Linked DNA regions of Triticum aestivum: region 2 is linked to region 1. The links are chromatin contacts, called in public HiCAR-type maps. All regions are on one chromosome and are shown on one strand. The core of a region is the stretch at or near the end of the contact, and the rest is flanking DNA. Distances in the headings are between cores, read along the strand shown.

What was found. HiCAR-type assays count read pairs that join an accessible place to other places.
Region 2: a contact with region 1 is called in a HiCAR-type map of leaf, with 6 times the contacts expected there. The contact joins the promoter of LOC123043593 here to the promoter of LOC123043591 in region 1. A contact is called at or near these places in 3 of 5 Hi-C or Micro-C datasets (leaf and root) and 1 of 1 datasets of contacts at active chromatin or transcription factors (leaf).

The regions. Positions count from the first base shown.
Region 1 is chr2B:79,943,378-79,946,216 of IWGSC CS RefSeq v2.1, reverse strand. LOC123043591 reads left to right here and starts at 1,469. Exons shown (of 6, transcript XM_044466087.1): 1 at 1,469-1,900; 2 at 2,005-2,149. The coding sequence starts at 2,096.
Region 2 is chr2B:80,080,052-80,082,890 of IWGSC CS RefSeq v2.1, reverse strand. It overlaps LOC123043593 (serine/threonine-protein kinase TIO), which reads right to left and starts at 1,419. Exons shown (of 23, transcript XM_044466090.1): 1 at 1,007-1,419; 2 at 790-905; 3 at 592-666; 4 at 4-96. The coding sequence starts at 879.

The DNA of each region.
Region 1 (2,839 bases), core at 220-2,719:
TGCATGGACAACCCCTAGCTTTTGCCCCAGAGCAGTGGCTCCCAATTCTGGTAGTCGATCATACAATTGTTGCCGGTTCTTCGGATAGGATCTTCGATTTGTGTTGGGTCGAGTACCAACACATTGTTTTGGCTGATCGGTGGTCGGGCGCTAGACCGTTTGCGGAACGGTTTTATTCGCTCTTTAGTATTTGCGCCCGTCCGCAACTCAAGGTGAGTGCGGCTTTAGAGGACCTTGGGTGCATTGCCTTCCGGCGCACCTTTGGCCCACTTGAGCGGGAGCAATGGGAGGAGCTGCTGGAGTGCATAGCCGTCCACTCCCCCAACCTTGAGCATGACGCCATCTCCCGGAATCTTAAACCAAGTAGCACATTTTCGACCAAGTCCTTGTACCACACGCTTTTGGCCACTCCTAGTCCAGCGGAGCTGACTCTCCTATGGGAGATCAAGCTGTCGATGAAAATTCGCATCTTCCTTTGGCAATGGGTGCGCAACCGCTTACCTTCGGATATGAAAGTATTGACACGGAATGGTCCCAATAATTGGTTGAGCCTACTATGTGGAGTTCTGGAAGACTCCAACCACATATTCTTCCGCTGCCCGTCAGCGATCTTCCTTTGGAGTTGTTTACGGAATGTCATGGGTGGGACTTGGTGCCATGATAATCTCCCGGACATGTTCCGGGAGATCCTTGGCTTTCCGTGCAGGGTTCGCCCATCCCTTTGGGTGGCGATGGGCACCCTCATGTGTACTTTAGGGAATGTGCAATAAACTAGTGATTGAGCATGTGCCTTGCGACTGATGTTATCTACAAAATGTGTGACTTCTTACAGCTCTAGAGACCCCTTAGCAAGCGGCACGATCGGGACAACATCGACGTGATCATTGCGGGACTTTACTTCACCGACCCCTCCACCTCCGCCCGAGCCGGACTAATTATTAGGCCGCACTTATTTTGCAGGGGTTTGATGTGTTGTGCCCCCAGCTGAACTTATTGTGTACCTTGTTGCACTCCTTGCTTTTGTTTGATGTTGTCGGATGTTGGTGCGGTTGCTTTATACTCCATCCGTCTCAAAATAAGTATCTCAACTTTGTACTAGCTCTAGTACAAATTTGTACTAAGCTCAAGACACTTATTTTGGGGCGGGGTGAGTATAATATAAAGCCGGGAACTTTTTTATCTACCTCGGCCGACCTTTGTGTCTATCTGCCAAAGTGTTTCAAACCTCAACGAATTAACAATTTATGTTGTTTGTTTATATGCGTGCACTCAGGTGTTCGGCTCATTTGCTATTTGTCAGGTTCTTGTCATGGGCTCCCTACGTGAACCACCACCAGGATCGCACCTACTGTTCTTGCACGCATCTGATTTTTATCCACCCGCAAAAAACCGTATCTGATTTTTATTGACAGATTAGGGGTTGGAGGACAAGCAGCACTCCAAATCAGGGGTGCTATCTCCCGTGCGGCGATCTCTTTACTTTACCTTCCAAGCAAGCAACCATGGCGCAGCCTCGCGACAGGAAGGGGGACACAATAACACGCTGCCATGGACGCCACCACCGCAAACTTGGAAGCAAATAACCTCACTCCTAATTACAGAAATTACCACGCGCCCCGCCATATACTAGGAAAGTCATAAGTGAATTAACCATCCTCTCCATTTTGCTATCTACTATAAGCCACGAGTTCTCCACGCGCGACGGACCGGGTAAAAATCGCCACCTTTTTCCTGCCTTTTCTTTCCTACCTCCCCGGCCACATCCACGGGCATATTCTCAGCTCCCTCTCCCTAGTCTCTCTATATATAGGCCATTTCCATTCACACGTTTTCTCTCGTCTCCGTTCACGATCGATCCGCATCGCCGTCGCCCTCGATCGCCTTCCCTTCCGCACAGTAGGTGCCCCCCTCACCTACCCCAAATCTTTGCGCAATTCACACGGATTCGCACGCCCACATGCTTATTATATAGCCCCCGATTGTGTTGTTCATCTGTTGTTCCAGGACTCCCAGGGCCTGCTGAAACCTGCTTCTTCTTCTCCGTCGTCATCTTCGTCTTCGTCTTCATCGTCTTCTTCTTGTGGAGATCGACCAGATGACTGGCTGCAACGGTAACGGCAACTCGTCCGCCTCGGCCATGGGGCATCAGGTACTTTCATCGATCGACCGATGCCATCTCTCTGAATCGAACCCCTCCCCTGTTTCTGACGGAGTTTCGACACACACGCCAATTCAGCCCGGGAGAAAGAACCGTTCGGTTGCTTGAGGAAATTTTCCTTTCAACGCTCACGGGCGCCCTGTTGCTGTCGTTGATGCTGTCCTGCTCTCCTTTTTCTGCGAAGAAACAATGCAGTGTTGCGTGTCGACGACCGGTTACCGGAAGATATTTTCTAGCTGAGCGTTATCTGAAGATTTTATTTTACTTTAGGTCCGTTGATGTTTCTTCATGCACGCCGAGGACGAGGAGCGTTTATCTGAACATTTTATTTCCGAGCCGGTTACCAGAAGAACACTCCAGCACAAAGTACTCTGTTCGGTTGGGTCATCTCACTAGTCGCGTGCTGTGTAATTTTCTTAGCACAAAAGAGAGACTTTTGCACTGCACGGGTAATCGGAGTCTTCTTATTTGAATCGCACCCCAGCCACGCAGTGCAGATGTTTTCTCCCACTTATCCCCAACAGCTACACAACAAAACCGGTCAAGTCAAATCAAATCATGCGTGTCGTCGATCAATAGGGCCATAGGAGGGGGTTGCTTTTGTTGACTACACATACAAACCACACATAATCGCTGCGTCGACTTTACACGAGCCATTTCTTTATCTTTGTTTTGTTCTGC
Region 2 (2,839 bases), core at 170-2,669, 140 kb before region 1:
TACCTGGGCAAACTCTGTGACGACACAAAACTCCTGAGGGGTTTCAAAAGCATCGATCATTTCAATTATATTCTCATGTTTGAGTTTCCTCAGAATCTACAGAAATTTTGACGAGAACCATTGAGATGGTACAGTGAGAATACACCATAGCGAGCTAACAAATACAACTATGTGGCAAACTATTGTAAGCTTCTAGCTATATGGTTATCGCTTGTTCTGTACATGATACATCATTCATCTCTGACTCACACAGCAGATTAATAAACAAATAAATGACTGCAACATTTCGGATTTTTGAAGGTGTTGCATGCCTTAAGTTTAGATTGAACAACGGGTATCATCATGACTCAAGTTGCGCCCATCCCCCATGACGAACTGGAAACCCACCCCACACCAAAACATGTAATTGAAGGAAGTTTGAGATTACCCTTACATCTTCAAACAAACTAGCAATTGTGAATTTGTGATCTGACATCCTCAAGCAAGGATGTGATTTGAAGGTACAGATAAATTGCCACAGGCAGGAACCCTGAATCTCTACGGATGGTGATCTGAATTAGAAAAAACTAGCAGCAGCAGCAGAGCACTTGCCTCGATCTCCTGCCTTAGGTTGTGGATGTCCTTGTCGCTCTTCCCATGCTTAAGAATAAACTTCATGGCGACAGTCTGCATCAAATTCAGACAGGAGAAGGAAATAAACTTTATATTGGGGAAAACGCGGACAAATCGATCACTCCTCCCTTGCACCACCGGAACGCGGTAGAGGGGAGGGAGGGGTCTGATGCGAACCTGTCGGCTGTACTTGCGCCTGCCCTTGTACACCTTCCCGAAAGACCCCTCCCCGACGAGCTCGACCACGTGGTAGTCCTCCACCCCCATCTCCCGCTAGTCGCGCGCGCAAAACCCTAGCCGCAATCCACGCCTCGGTCAGAAAATAAAAATGAAGCGCCAAACTCGACCCGAATTCGAGCCGCGCGCCCAAGGGGGGCAGCAGAATCGAACTCACTGAGCACTGGCCGTGGATTCGCCGCTGTTGGAGCGGCGCGAGCCTGGACGGGGCGAAGCTCCCCGCCGGCCGAATCCAGTCGGGGTTGACGACGTGAGGCGCGGGGAGGGCCTGAGGGCTTGGGGGCAAGTAAATCCGCGCGCGGCTCAACCTGGGGCCCGCTCCGCCTCGCCGTGCGAGCGTGCGTGGGCGCAGCTTCGGCCGCGTCCTCCGCCGCCGGCCGCCGGAGGGGGGCGAATCGGGCGCAGGCGCCGCCGCTGGCGGCGATCTGGGTGGATGGGAGGTGGGGAACCGGAGGTCGCCTGATCTGCGCAGTGGCCTCCGCTCCGCTCCGCGCCCGTGCACTGGCTTCGGGGTTGGGAGTTCGATTTGGAATTTCGAATGGCTTTTTCTTGAGGGGGAGGAAGAAAAGCGGCTGTGCGAGCTTAAATATTTTTCCCGCTCGCTGCGGAAAATCTCGGTGAGGTCAAAACGGCTATCTTTGACTACTTGGGCCGTACTAATTTTTTTTTTGAGAAATACTTGGGCCGTACTAATGCCTAGAGGTTTCCGTGTGTGCCATTAGCAGGCCTGTTTGGCGTGAAATGTGGCCCATGAGAGTTTCCACCAAACAACCCCAGGTACTAACTTTTTTATTGATGAGAACCCAAGGTACAAACTACATCAATTCTCAAAAAAAAAACTATATCTATACCCCTCTATATCTATATATGTATCTATACCAATATAAAAAAGACCCAAAAAGAAAGATCCAATTAATCTCAGCCGCTATCAGACCATGTCAATCCAATGACATGTATTGCTCCAATGGTGGGTGTTCAACATGTTTAGCATCAATTAATATCATACTGAGTATCAACGTATGGATTAGTCGCATAATTAATGTGTAATTGATATCCACCTAATATTAACATGCAATTAATTTTCTCCCTAACATTAATGTGCATTGAACCTACCAATTACTAGTTTGGATAAAGCGCAATTTGGAAATCACTAGTTAAGGGAATACCCCCTTGCAAATATCACTCCCGCTTTCTCTGGTGATGACAAATGACGCGCTGCATGTGCTTCACTTGTCGCAACCTATGAGTATTGTGTTCCTTCGTAGATTCCTTTTTTCAAAATGTTTTATCGCTCGAAGCATGCGTCCAAATCACAAATTATTTTCACCGTTGTGTTCTCGCATCAAGATCTTCGAAACTAGATCACTTGTTAATAGATTTAGATGAACCTATAAAAAAACAAAAACAAAAAAGGAAACCATAAAAACCAAAAGAAAAGAAAGGAAAACCAGAAGCACAACTGTGCTTCACACGGAAGCACATTTGTGTTTCACTTTTTCTAGAAGCATAGTATGTGCTTCATGCGAAAAACACAACTATGAATTTCACTATTTGGAAAAGCACAGGTTATGCTTCACGCAATGCACAACTGTGATTTTCACTTTTTCACGCGGAAGCACAATTGTGCTTCATTGGGAAACATAATGTGCTTTTCAAATTGAGTGCTTCACAAGGGGAAAAACCCCAAAAAACATTTTTTTTCCAAGGAAACTTAAGAAAAAGTCACGAAAAAATTGAAAAGCCAAAAGACGAGGGAAAAGTCCAAAAATGTGTGCAAAAAACCCAAAAAAAAAACGTGCTACCACGGGTGCATCCAGCGCGCAACATGTGGCAATGGTTGGGCGCACCAATTGGTAGCTGGATGAGCATCCCGAGCACAAGGGGTACCCTTTGGGTAGTTGCTCCCACGCAATTTTTATTTATCTGTGCAATCCCTCTGCCATGTTTTTTCTATTCTTTGGTTTTCCACTCTGCTTACATTTTATATTTC